Regions from separate parts of the Mus musculus genome. Here all the other regions are linked to region 1. Evidence: chromatin contacts called from public HiChIP or PLAC-seq and promoter capture Hi-C data. All regions are on one chromosome and are shown on one strand. Each heading gives the region's core, a stretch centred on a gene start, on an enhancer-like site or on the middle of the called end of the contact. The rest is flanking DNA. Distances are from core to core; before and after follow the strand shown.

What was found. Promoter capture Hi-C pulls out the DNA fragments that hold promoters and counts their contacts. HiChIP or PLAC-seq counts read pairs in DNA pulled down with a chosen protein or histone mark.
Region 2: a contact with region 1 is called in a FOXA1 HiChIP or PLAC-seq map of pancreatic cancer cells. The contact joins the promoter of Kif21b here to the promoter of Adipor1 in region 1. A contact is called at or near these places in 1 of 39 promoter capture datasets (the HPC-7 cell line), 1 of 484 Hi-C or Micro-C datasets (rod photoreceptor) and 1 of 115 datasets of contacts at active chromatin or transcription factors (pancreatic cancer cells).
Region 3: a promoter capture Hi-C map of cranial neural crest shows a contact between it and region 1. The contact joins the promoter of Etnk2 here to the promoter of Adipor1 in region 1. A contact is called at or near these places in 4 of 39 promoter capture datasets (cranial neural crest, hippocampal neurons, liver and 1 more) and 1 of 484 Hi-C or Micro-C datasets (B cells).
Region 4: a contact with region 1 is called in a promoter capture Hi-C map of liver, with 4 times the contacts expected there. The contact joins the promoter of Pik3c2b here to the promoter of Adipor1 in region 1. A contact is called at or near these places in 4 of 39 promoter capture datasets (HPC-7-derived erythroid cells, hippocampal neurons, liver and 1 more) and 1 of 115 datasets of contacts at active chromatin or transcription factors (astrocytes).

What each region holds. Positions count from the first base shown.
Region 1 is chr1:134,413,521-134,416,711 of GRCm38.p6, reverse strand. It overlaps Adipor1 (adiponectin receptor 1), which reads right to left and starts at 1,334. Exons shown (of 8, transcript NM_028320.4): 1 at 1,127-1,334.
Region 2 is chr1:136,129,461-136,132,653 of GRCm38.p6, reverse strand. It overlaps Kif21b (kinesin family member 21B), which reads right to left and starts at 1,264. Exons shown (of 35, transcript NM_001039472.2): 1 at 892-1,264. The coding sequence starts at 932. It overlaps Gm15850 (predicted gene 15850), which reads left to right and starts at 1,471. Exons shown (of 3, transcript NR_046170.1): 1 at 1,471-1,633; 2 at 3,149-3,193.
Region 3 is chr1:133,361,394-133,364,824 of GRCm38.p6, reverse strand. It overlaps Etnk2 (ethanolamine kinase 2), which reads right to left and starts at 1,253. Exons shown (of 8, transcript NM_175443.5): 1 at 807-1,253. The coding sequence starts at 1,061.
Region 4 is chr1:133,044,083-133,047,568 of GRCm38.p6, reverse strand. It overlaps Pik3c2b (phosphatidylinositol-4-phosphate 3-kinase catalytic subunit type 2 beta), which reads right to left and starts at 1,557. Exons shown (of 33, transcript NM_001099276.2): 1 at 1,146-1,557.

The DNA of each region.
Region 1 (3,191 bases), core at 85-2,584:
AATCTTGTCGTTTCTGGGCTACTGTGAACACCCCAGCGGAGATTACCCTGCGGGAGTAGGTGCAGTGTTTGAAGGCCCACACCAATGTCTAATACTTCACTAATAACACCAGCTTTTGAAGACTGACTTCTCAAAGACCTTTCACAAAAAATGGACACAAAAACTACTTCTGTAATAAAGAAATGCAGTGGCTGCAGGCCGGGAACCCTGACATTGCAATCCACTTAGCGCCATCCTATCTGACTGAGTTCCTGGCAGTGGACTGATGCTATAAACTCTCAGGAACTGCGACTGCACCATCACAGCCTGCCCTGCATTATCAAAAGGAAAAAAAAAAAAAGCAGTGAGCACATCCCAACATGGCTTTGGTTCTGCAAAGAACCACCTATTGCCATCTTCGTTTGATTTACCACACAACTTAACTGCTGGGTTTTCTGGTCTGTCTGCTAAAGACCCGAGGGAAATAATCAGATTATTATTATAGAAGATCCCATGGTCTCTTAGTGCTCCGCTGACATCTGAAACTATGTAAACTGAAATTTGTCCAGCTTCTTCAACTACGAACCGCCAGAAACTGACGGCGAGCCACTTTATTTTCTTAAAAGCAAGTGCGAGACTCAAATTCTCAAACAAACCAGCATCCATCAACCCTAGATTTCTGAGATGAAATCTGGCCCTTCCCAACACTTCGGCATCTTGTTTACATTCTAGTTGAGTAGTACCTTAGGCCTGTCGAGTCTCCATCAACTTCCCGACCGACCCTATCCAGGAGGGAGCCCCGTCACGTTTGACCTGCGGATCGCGGTGGTGGCCTTAGGGTTCCCGGCCACCCAGGGCCGGTGTTCCCGCACCCAACTCGCAGGCTCAACTCCGGGGGTCGCCAGCAGGGCTGGAACGCGGCCGTCTACCGCGCGGCTGCGGAGACAGCACTCGCGGACTGCCGGGCCCCGACGGCGGCGAGCAGCCCCCCGAACGGAGGCGGTGCGCGGTGGGAGGGGCCGGAAATGTTTACGGAGGACCTTTCGGAGGGCCGGGCGGTGAGCGACGATCCAGGGGCGGGCCACTCCCGTGCTGTCCCCTCCAGAGCCTGCAGGGCCCGCGCCCCGCCCACCCCCGGGACACTTACGGCCTGGCTGGCTGCCTCTGCTGGGGGCCGCGGGCCCGGGCGCTACATCCCGCGGCACTGGAGGCGGCCTGCGGCCGAGGGGCGCCCGATCCTCAGCGCCCTGCCCGCGCCGGAAGGGCCGCGCGACCGCACGGCGTCACCTCCGCAGCCGCGTCACCTTCCCGGCGCTACCTCACCCGCTCCGATCCAGGCATTCCTGCGCGTGCCAATCATCAGGGCGCGCTCAGGCTCGCCCCGCCCCGCCCCTGATCTGACCAATCGCTGGCTCTGGCTGTCCCAGCTTGGCCCTACACTGGCGGACTGCAAAAGCCTCTTCTCCCGGCCTACGACGGGCGCGTGTAGGGGAGTAGGGAGCTGGGAGTAGGGAGCTGGGAAGGCAATCTTAGTTTCCCACCCCACGGCCTCGCTTTTCAGCTCCGAAACACTTTTTTTTTCCTTCTCTTAGTACTGGGAATTGTACCTCTAGGCAAGCCACTATATCTCTAGTACAGAAACACTTTTTCCCCCCTTTTTCCAAGACACGGATTCTCCGTGTAGCCCTGGCTGTCCCGAATTCGCCCTGTAGATTCGCCTCCCTAGTGGCAGGATTAAACAACGCCAACCCACACTTTTATTTTTGTTTGAGAAAGGGTTTAATTGTGCAACCCAGGTGAGCCTTGTACTCGAGGCCATCCTATCTCAGCCTTTCAAATGCTAGGATTTCAAATGTGGGCTACCATACAGCTCCGAAACTATTTCTATATCCATTTTCCAAATCCCTCCCTCTCTTCTTCTGGTATGCTATGTATGGAACGACTACCATGAATCTATTCACTCAACTGATTTAACTTTTGGTTCCTGTTATTTATCAGAAAGGGAGAAGTTATTTCAAACAAGCCTAGCTTGACAATTTTCTGTGCCAGTCCATGTTCCCATGTGACCCAGAGGGCACATCTTAGAAGACAATATAGTGTGCTTCTCTGCCGGAACTGAACCACACAATATAGTATTTTGGGAGTGTTCATTTTCTTATACTCCAAAAAACGATGCACAGCTGTTACTGCTCTAAATGCAAGAAAAGGTGACCAAATGCTAGATGGATGCCCCAGGAGAGTGAAGTCAACTTTGTTCTGGTTAAAAGCATAGACTCTGGGTTCTTGTAGATCCAGTTTCCTTCCCAAGCCAGCCGATCTTTACACATTACTGAGTCCTTCCAAATCACTACTTAACCTTGAAAACGAAGGGAAATGATGCTACTTTCAGGTCTGTCAGGACTAAGGACATTTCAGGTGCTACTTTCAGGTCTGTCAGGACTAAGGCAGTGTCTGCATGATGCCTGGCAAATGGATAGAGTTTCATAACAACTAGCTATTGTTAATATATTACCTGGGGCTGGAGAGATGGCTCAGCAGTTAAGAACACCCACTGTTCTTCCAGAGGTCCAGAGTTCAATTCCCAGCCACCCACATGGTGGCTCATAACCATCTTAATTGGATCTAATGCCCTCTTCTGGTGTGTCTGAAGAGAGCAATGGTATACTCATATACATAAAATAAATAAATAAATCTTTAAAAAAAACAGTTGACTAGAAACCTATATTTTAATAAAAATAATAATAATAAATTACCTGCTGTACAAAACAAAATCTGGAAACTTTATTTTTCTTCAAGACAGGGTTTCTCTGCGTAGCCCTGGCTGTCCTGGAACTCACTTTGTAGACCAGGCTGGCCTCAAACTCAGAAATCTGCCTGCTTCTGCCTCCTGCTAGGATTAAAGGTGTGTGCCACCACGCCCGGCTGCTCCCCCTTTAAGTGTTAAATTATTTGTTTTTAAAAATCTTTTGTTTTTTTCAAGATAGTTTCTCTGGGTAGAGCTTGCAGGCCAGGCTGCCCTCACACTAATGGAGATCTGGCAGGGGAGCCCCACCACCGCCCACAGCATGGCCCTTTGCAAGCTGGCTTTAAGCTTCTTCCATCGGGCCTCATCTTCTTCCATCTTTCTTTGGTATTCTGGACCTTAGTAAATTTCTCCTACTTCTCATTCCTCTGGCTTTTGCATCCTGATCCTTCTGTGAACTGCTCTTCCC
Region 2 (3,193 bases), core at 15-2,514, 1.7 Mb before region 1:
TTCTTCTTAAAGAGAAGACCACAAAACACAGTCGGGAGAGCTGGTGGGAGGCATCTTCACTCTCTGCAAAGAACAGAGAGTTCAACTTTGTAGCATTTCCTGTCCCTGCACCTGTGTGCCCCTAGGAAAAGAACCCACTAAGTCCCGTCCTCTTTCCTCTTAATGTCTGCCAGATTACTTCTAATACCTACAGATATCGGGAATGGGAATCCAGATAAATCTAGGGGCCCTTCCCCCCTGCTCAGTTTCACCTTTGTGCCTGTGAATGTAGCATTAGGGTCCTGTCACCCCTTTCACCCCTTCTGGATTAGTCCCTCGGATACACCTTTTTCTTCCTCCCTAGCACCATCTCCTCTTGGGGCAGGACCAGCAGGGCTTTCTCCAAAAGCCATTGGCACCCCGTGGAAAGCCAAGGCACCATTCCAACCCTTTCATGGGTCCCACAACCGATCTTTGTCTGTTGTATCCGCTCCCAGGATGGTGAGCTGGATCAAGAGCGTAGAACTGGCTAACTGGGGTAGATGGGGGGAGGGGGGATTCCCTCCTATACCCCAGAATGAGACAGCAGCCTCATGGGGAGGACAAGAGGAAACACACAGACGCTCCGGCCTGGGCCAAAGCTGGGTGTGAAATACCGGATTTCCTTGTTTATTCGATTTTCTGATCATTAAGTGCTCCCAAGAGGGGCCAGAAATTACCACCCAAACAAAGCCACCTTCCATCAGTCCGCTGGGCCGCCGCTCCCCTGCGGCAGCCGGGCCAGCGCGCGTCGGCCCCTCCTCCTGGACTGCAGACTCCAGCTCGAGCGGTGCCCGCGCCCCCCGCCCGAGAACACGCGAGACAAAGCTCGAACCCCTCCTCGCACGCCCCTTCCCCGCCATCGACCCTTACCTGACGGCCACTTTGACGCAGCAGTCGCCCTGGCCAGCCATGGTCCTCCGGCACCAGGGTCTGGGCGCGGATCAGGGGCGGGGGTCCGGGGGCCACTGCTCCAGGCAGCGGCTGCGGCTGCAGAAGGCGGAGGCAGGGACCCTGCTAGCGAAAGCGACCTCGTAGGCTGGAGGTGACATGCTCGCAGGAGGCGGCAGAGGGGCTCAGCCGCGGCCGGCCCCACGGGGCTGGTCCCATGCGTCTCCTCCAGCCATCGCGCGGAGGTGCTGAGCTCGTTGACAGCGGGCAGTGAGACCCGCAGCTCCCTACAGCGCGGCACACGCGCGCGCACACACCTCCCACCCGGACCGCCACCTCCCGCCGCAGCGCGAACAAAGGGGGCGGGGGCCGAGCCACCTCAGGACCCACCCCCAGCCCCTCAGAGCCGCGCAGGGCCCCGCCCCTCCCAGAGGCCGCCAATAGAAGGCCCCAACGAGCAGCAGAGGCGGGACTTGAGCCTTTAAAGAGACCTCTTGGCTCCCGTCCATCGGGTGGCTGGGAGGGGCGGGGTAGGATTGGAGGGCTTGGGAGTGAAAGCGGGAGTGGCATGATGGACTCGTCCCTGGGAAGTTGACCATTCGGGAACCACGGCCCTCGAAGTCATGGTACCTCAGTCTCAGTGGGATCTTCCTTTCCTAAATGAGGAACGGGACTCAAAGAGGAACACCCCAAGGTCATACAGCGAGTCTGTGGCTAGGCATGGGTAAGAACCTGGTCTCTGGGCTGGGCGGTGTGCTGCACCTCAAAGCATCTCATAGAGATGAGCAATTTGCAATTTGAAAGAGTCAGCGAAGTGTCCCTTCTGCATTTATTTCGGTAAATCCGCCAACCTTTATTGAAGGGGATTCTTGTTGATGTGGAAGTAAATTTCCCCACCTCCACTCTGCAACATCTTTAAGCTCATAGTTTGCTTTGATGGCTGACTGGCTCAGGTTCTCCTCACTAAACCAGGGTCCCACTAACCTTTATGACCCACAGGGCCTGGTTCACACTCTTTGTGACAGTGGGGGGGGGGGGCGGGTTGTGTGTGGGGGAGTCGATGTGGGAGGCCAGATCTGCCTGGGAAGTAGTAGGAACAAAGAAGCACTTGACTCCAGATACCTGGGAGAAGCTAGAAGGCAAAGGAGGCCAGCGCTGCCATCAGAAATGTATATAAAGGATTAGCCCAGGAGACTTTTCAACACAGGGCTATGAGAAAGGAGACCAGTAATGTGAAGTCAAGTCCCATTCCAGTTCACCCCTGCACCCTCCCAGCCCCACTCTTCTCCCTGCCCCCCAACAACCAACATTAGGACCATTCACAGGGCCCCTCACCAGCTGCCCTCCCTTCCCAGGCTTCACCCAGCTCCTTCCTCTGGAAAAGGCCCAAGAGGAGGACCCAGCTGCAGCTCAAGATGTGGATGGAGACCTCTGGGGGAGGGGAGGCAGGGGAGTCTGGCTCCAAGCTTCTTGCATCAGCCTCAGATGATGAAACCCTGTGAGACGTCTTGGCTGGGATGTACGTTAGGGTCCTGAGGATCCACTTCTTGGTGCCATCATTCCCCACTCCCCACCCCCATCTGTGACTGCTCCACTCGGGAACCCAGGTGCCTGTTTGGAATAGTTTTAAGGGAAAATGTGAAAGTTAGGTCAGCTCATTCTTCCTACCCTCGTAGCAAACAGGAGGAGAGCCAGAGCCCCAGAGAGGTAGTGGTGATGGTGGTGTGTAAGGGGTCCTGGTGGGATCCTATATATTTTATTAATATTAGCATCTGAAACCCAAAGCCAGTGAATCAAATTCCTTAGAGCAAGAGACAGTGTTGGGAAATTGGGACGCTGCTCCCTGTCTTCTAACAAAAGGAGGATGTGGAGAGCTGAGCGGTGCTTACACGGGGAGGTACTTGGTGCTTTTGTTCTTGTTTGTTCTCCTAACCTTATGAGCCAGGTTCTAGCCTTCTCCCCTACCCCCAATTTTGCAAGTGGGGAAATAGTCTCATAAGCAACACACAGAAGATCTGGACTTCTGCAAGTGGTTCTAGGCGTCCCGATTCCTCTAAGGGATTCCTCTAAGGGCGTGCCTGTGGGGAAGGGAGCTGGATTGGCCCAGCTTTGCCCGGGGGTGCCACAAGCAACAGGCTTAGCTCTCCTGAAAGATAATGTGTTTTTACCTAAACTGTTCCCCCTCCCTCCCATCCCTGGACTTCTTTGGTACTTAACTCTAGCTTCCTGTTTGCCATAGGTCTGCTCAGACTTCCAGCAGTAGGTGACCTTCTGACTCAGAGCT
Region 3 (3,431 bases), core at 4-2,503, 1.1 Mb after region 1:
TGTTCCTGACCAGGTCTTCTGAAAATGTTACCACATTCAGCCCAGATTCTCCTTAGAGCTGCCCCTTCCATACTCAGAAGGCCAATGACATGGGGCCCGAACCCTCCAAAGCAGGCTGTCAGGGGTGTAGGGCTGGGTAGGTTTTTAAGAGAATGCAGGACAGCGAGGGAGGGAGTAAGCTAGGGGCTCGCAGTGGGCAGTTCTGCCCACAGGTGTGTGTGTGGGACAAAGTATTCAGCTGAGGTGGGAAGAAAATGGAGTGGGGGTCAAAAGGGGCGTTGCTCAGAGCTAGCCTGAGGCCACGTGAAGAAGGTCTCAGGGCTTAGCTGGAATTCTGAATTGCACAGGGCTGGCTCCTGGGGCCACAAGGAATGCTCAGATCCCCGAGGCTTGGATCTCAAGTTAGGGCGAAGGAACAGCATGGGTGTAGGGGGAGGTTTCCTTAAAAGTTCGTGCTTCCTCGGGTTGTCAGAGTGGCTGGGTAGCACTTCTGAGCAACTAGGGGACAAGCACGCAGCGACAGGGGGTGGGGCTGCACGCGCAGCACGCTGACAGTGGGCAGGTGGACCTCCGGCGGCAGGAGCAGGCGAATGGGGAGGGTCCAGGGAAGCGTGAGCCCAGCTTTGCATAGGGATCAAAGAGAAATGGAGAGTTACACACATATTCAAACCACGGTCCAAAACATCTCCTGCGCAACAGCCGCAAAACCCTGGAACCCGCACTTGGAGGATGCACTGACGGGCGTCCACGCAGCCCCTCTGCAGCCCGGCAGCGCCCCATCCCCGGCCTCACGCCCTCTCGGCTACCTTGGTCCGAACTTGTTCGGGCTTCCAGTGCGGCCGCAGCTCCCGAATGAGGCGCAGGGCACCGGGGAGGATGTCGTCCTGTTCCACCGTGACGCTGAAGCATGGGACGGCGGCCCTCGGGGGCCCTGGAGGCTCCCAGCAGCCGGCGCTGGCCACCGCCTTCTCCTCCATGCTCCATGAGCACTGCGGGCAAGGCTCCTGCCTCCGCAGGTAAAAGGGCGAGCACGGCACTGGAGCTGAAGGGGGCACAGCCATTCCCAGCAGCCCCACCCCCTCGGAGCCGCCGCGCCCGCGTTAGCCCCTACGGGGGGGCCCTGAGAGAGAGTGGGAGTGGTCGAGGAGGGGCCAGGGGAAGTCCATGACTCATGAGCGAGCTGCCTGTTCCAATCTCCGGCGATGCAACCGAGCAACACAGCTGGCCGGGAATCGCCAAGGTCCGCCGCGACAGTGACATCATGGGTCGCAGTAACGCCCCTTGCCCGCCCCGCCCCCGCCTCCGGGCGAGTGCAGCCCGCCATCTCCCGTTGCTGGCTCCACCGCTACCTGGAGCTCTGGGTGGGGGATGCCCCGCCTTAATGACGCAAAGGGCGGAGCCTCCCCAGGCCCCGCCCCAGATCCCTGCTCCAGTATCCTAGTACTGGTTGACCAGTTTCCCACTGGAGCCCACAGCTAAAGAGCTCTTTTCCGGGTAGTCTAGGGTAAGGGGCTGGGGCTAAGGAGGGAAGAGCTTGTCTTTGTCCCAACCTCATCCTGGAACGTGGAGATCGGATGCTCCTATAGTGTGGGCTTCGGCTTGCCATTAAATCTCTTGGGAAAGGTTGGGCTGCGTTTCTAAGGCCTTCTAGGCATCATTCAGCACCACACACACACACACACACACACACACACACCTTCGATGGAGAACAGCATGGTGATGGTTCAGGGTGAGTGTCCCATAGGCAGACTGGACTCTGATAGAATGTTCCAGGGTACTTTTATGAGTGTACAAGCACATTGTAAGCCAGGACTTTGAGCAAGACTGAGTTTGGCTCACTAAATAATCCTTAAGCCTTCCTCCCTGTCCTGCAAGGCTGACTGGGCATAGATAGTGGTCGCACAGGTGCCCGGAGCTCAGTGTTTTGTTGAGCAAAGAGGTGATCAAAGGCCATAGTACAACCTAGGGATCTATGTGTATGTAGCATGACAAGGGGAAGGGATAAGTCCCCTGGCAGACTTACTGTACAGAGAAGACACATGGAAAGAGGCCAGGCCAGCCCTTGGAAAGCCCGTCCCTTAGTCATATATTCCCCTGGTCACTTCCAGAGTGAGACCAGTTAGCTGCCAGCTCTCTAGCATAGAGAGACCTGGGCTTGCCTTGGGACCTCATTTCTTATCACCTCATACTGCCCTACTTGAAAAATGCCTACAAAATAGATGTGTTTCTGTGTCCCCAAGGTTGTCCCTCCGACCTACTCAGGAACATCTCCACCACGAGGCCTTTTGGTTCTTGCTGCTTTGCACCCAGGTCTTCTGGTCCAGTTTCTGTGCTGGTGCCTCTTGCAGGGGCCACTAGCCTCACGTGGCTACTCAGCCCTTGAAATGTGGCCAGTGTGACATTTTGTGTAACTTTAATCTTTATACGCATACAAACAACAGCATGCAGCCACTGTACTGGACATTGTAGCAGATGGTAGGGAGGGACCACCTACTTGAGGTCATGATGTCCCAGGATGCCAGAACTGGAAAGGACATTGCCTCCAGCTCTTTCTTTTGCAATAGGCAAAGCAAACCTTGCGGCACAAGGGAACACAATCAGTGGGAGTCCAGACTCGCTTTCTCAGCTCTGTGCCAGCACCCTGAAAGCAGCTCCCGCTATACAAATATCACCTCAGAGAAGCCCTGGGTCCTTAACCTTAGGAGAGTGAAATCCTACAGATACCAAGCGCTTGGTTGGGACACTCAGTACCTTGCTTTTGGGGGAGGAGGGGTCAAAGAGGGATGAGGGAATACAGGTTGATGCCTGCTTTCTTATCCCCTAAGCTATACACTCTTCATGGGCAGTCTGAGGGGTGAGTGGAAAAAGAGTCCTCTACCAGCCCATTGTGGGTGGTGCCTCCCCTGGGCTGGTGGTCCTGGGTTCTGTAAGAAAGCAGGCTGAACAAAACCTGTGGAGCTTAGGCCTGGAGGTGGAAGACAGCCCGTGTGTGCACCTGACCCAAAGCAAGGTGTTTGGAGCTCTGTCCCTGTGCCAGCACTGCGCATGTGGGACTGAGGTGAGAGCCCCGCCCCCAGGGGCTGTGTCATTTGGGTTGGATTCTCTCGGATAGTTTTTCAGGTTCCTTCTCCGCTTGATTCTTCACCGAGTGATCTTGGGCAAATTAGCCTTTTTATGTGTTTTTCTATGTGTGTGAGGTAGGATTATTGGATGTCTGACATTCCATGTTCTTGCACAGTGACGACTTAGATTGCCTCTGTAGATGGTCACATGGGGCAGGGGCACGGAGTGTGCAGAGCATGCTGACAGAGGTTTTCCAGGGAATTCCATATAGGGTTGGGTTGTTCAGCAGCACGGGGCCTGGGATGAAACACCACGATCAAACACCTTGGGGAGGAAAGGGTCTATTTGACTTATACTTCCACACCACA
Region 4 (3,486 bases), core at 308-2,807, 1.4 Mb after region 1:
CAGGGTTGCCATTTCTCTCCTGAATCTCTTTCCAAGGCCTAGTGGGAGCAAATCGAGTAAGTTTTCATTCAGGGCTGGTTTGGGGCTGGAATTCAGTGCAAATTGCTTACATCTGCTTGGCCATGTCCCAGACAAGCAGGTAGTTTAGAGAAAGGAGGGGCTGTATCAGCCCACTTCTGTAGCCCAGGTAGCTTGCCAGCCGCTAAGGAATCAAAGGCCTGCTAGGGTCTATCAGTCCAGGCTGCAGAACTCTCTGACCAAGTTGAATAAAAACACCAGGGCAACCAGAGACAATAGGACTTTCACCCTAAATATGACTGGTGGGCTGGGACTGGGAAACCACAAAGATACCTAAAGGGAGGTGAGATGTAGGGCCAGGTTAGCCTGAAGGAGCAATGGCAGAGTTTAGACACTTCAACCTCTGCACAACAAGGGTGAATGCACTAACCTCATACATTTGGTAACCTCTTTCCACACCCCAGAAGCCTGCCAAGCCCCTGGACTTTTCACCCCACCCACCCCAGCTTGGCAGTTTTGCTGGGGCTTCCAGCTTCTATCATCGCACCAAAGCTGCAGCTGTGTAAAACTGAAAAATGAGGGGCAAGTACTGCCCAGGAGAGGAGCACTTTCCCGGAGGGCCGGGGACTCGGGCCTGAAGGTCCTAGTCTCTCCTGCAAGCTTTCAGTCTTCTGCTTTTGCAGTATCCTTATAAGGCCAACCCTACCCTCCGCCTGGCCGAAAATGTGTACCGTCCCGAGGTTGGACGCTGACTTCTCACTCCCGCTGCACAGGAAGGCACCACTCCCACCACCCCCCACTCCAGGACAGGTTTTGCTCTTAAACAAACTAATAAACAAATCGACTCCAAAGCGGTCCCCTGGTCCCAGCTCGTCTTGCAGCTGCACCCGGGAAGTGTGTTCCGGAGGAGGAGGCGGGTGCAAGCCCGGCGAGGCCGCGAGTCGCGGGCGAGCCGTGGGGCGGGGGCGAGCAACCTGCAGTGCTCGGAGGACCCGGCTGGGCTCTCGGCCCTGCCATTGTTGGCCCCGGCGCTGGCGCTTCGGGGCGGGAGCTCTGCCCACGTCGCCCCGACTAAGAGGGCGCTCCGCAGCCCCGGGGTCGTCCTCCCCGCCGCGTGCTCTTCCTACCTGCGCTGGCCGCGGGTTCTGCCGCGACACCCTGACTGTCGTGGCTGGGTGTCTAGGGCTCCGCCGACCCGGCTCGCTCGGAAGATCCAGGCGGCTCCAGCCCCCGCGTGATGTTCAGTGTCGCCTGCTCCCTTCGCTCGCACCGCGCGGGCACTGGGATCCCCGCAGCAGGAGACACACGGGCAAGCGACGGGCGTGGGGGCCGGGCCCGGGCCCGGTGCTGTCTGCCGGGAGCGTGCACGAGCTCGCAGTCAGGCAGCCCCGGGTGAGACAATAGCGCGAACGGCGAGCGAGCGGGGAGAAGCCATCTCCCGGACAGCCGGCGCACTGCACGGCGCGCGAGGCTCACCGGCTCCTGCCAGGACCGCGGCCCAGGCCGCCGGCAACAGCCGCAACGCCGAATCGCCTAGTCGCGGGAGCCAGAGGGCGGGGCGGCGGGAACACGGGCCCCCTCCCTCCCCTCTTCCTCTCCCCCTCCCCTCCCCCTCCCGCTCCCGCCTCCGCACCGTGTGCGGCGTCCTGAGCAGACCCCGGGGGCCAGCAATCCCACTTCCCGCTGGCAGATTGTCGTCGTTTTCCAGGCTGGAACCCCTTGCTCTGGGTCAGGTGAAACAAGCCAGATCACCTTATTGGAAGCGACACGGGCTGGGCGTTCAGTTATCCGTTCGAAAATTTCCTCTCATAATTATGCATGATAGGGATGCTCTAAAGAACTACCACCTTCGTGGGGGAGGCTGTGTTGGCACTTTTCTCTCCCGTTTGCTCAAGGGCGGTCTTCCAACCTGAGTGGGGAGGAGAAGTAGAGAAGCCTCCAACCCTATTAAGGTAGGAAGCAAACTTTGAAACTGTGTTATTTTCTCCGGGCACCTCCCTTAAAGCACCTGTGTCAAGCATTTTCCTAAGGGCTCTACCCAGTACTGGCCAGCTCCGTTTGCATAATAACTAGGGTCTCGGATCTCCAAGTACACTTTCTTCAACCAGGAACTTGTTCTTTGCTATCTTCCTTTCTTTGCCAGTCACACTGGGATTCAGCCTTCTTCCTCAGTACCCCTTCAAGCCTTGGTGGGAGAAGGTGTCTCAGCTCCCATGCCCTCTGCTCTCTAGCTAAGGCTTCTATGGAAACATCTGTTAAGCATCCCTTGCCTTGCCCCAAGGAAATATTTAAGATACTACCATTTCAGTCTATCAAAGTCAGAAAGGTCTTTATAAAACACATGGGGCCTTTGATCCCGCCCCCTTATTTGCATGAAACTCTGTAAGAAACCGGAGCAGTTTTCCAGGAGACAAGGGCTAAAGCCTTCCTAGGTTGGTAGAGGTAGAAACTGGGGAGAGCTCACAAAGAGGAGAGCTGTCTAGTAGAATGAGGATTTGAACAACTAGAGGAAGTCCTGTGGTGGAGAAAAGCAGTACAAAAGGGGAGTCCCTAAGCCAGGTCCTCAATCAGCACCTGGGAGGCAGAAGCACCCCAACGGGTGTGGTGTGTAACTCCAGGAGAGCTGCTGCTTTTTCTCCTGGCCTCTGCAGGCATCCATATGCATGTGCACACCCCCACAAGCATATACAGAATCTAAAAATAAATTCAATCTTAACCCCCACCCCCAAAAAGTCGAGTTCACAATTCTAAAGTATTTGAGGGAGAATATTGTTTTGTTTTCATCGAGGATGAAATGGAACGGTTAGATAGAAACCTCATGGGCATCACTAGGTGAGTGAAGAGAAAAAGAAGCCTGTGAGAGCTAAATCAGGTTCCGGTGGCTTGATGGTGAAAGACTCGTTCTAGAAGCTTAACAACTAGAGGAGGAATACAAAGGAGCATGAAAGATCAGGTATGGAAGTGTTGTTTGGCACAGGTTTTCCCATGTAGCTGAGGCTGCCATTTGAACTTGATATGTAGCCCAGGCTGGCTTCAAATTCATGATTGTACTGCCTCTTTCTCCTAAGTGCTGAGCCAACACCCTTGGCTTGGTTTTCTTTTAAGACAAGAAAGAAATGTGTTCCTATGCTGAGAGGTAAGACCAGGGAGCAAAGGGGTGAAAATGCAAACTGTCCCAAAGAGGAAAGGAGATGGCCCAAAGCATGCGAGACAAAGTTGCCTGGAGAGACTCACTGGCAAATGGATTTGGAGAGCAGTAAGTCTTGAAGCTATACCCTGAAGAAAAAAAATAGTTGCTACTTGATCGTCTTTGAGAATTCTGCTGAGACAAAAAGAGTAAAAATAGTATAGAAAGCTGGTTGTGGTGGCACATGCCTTTCATCCCAGCACTTGAGAGACAGAGGCAGGCAGAATTCTGAGTTCGAAGCCAGCCTGGTCTACAGAGTGAGTTCTAGGACAGCCAGGGCT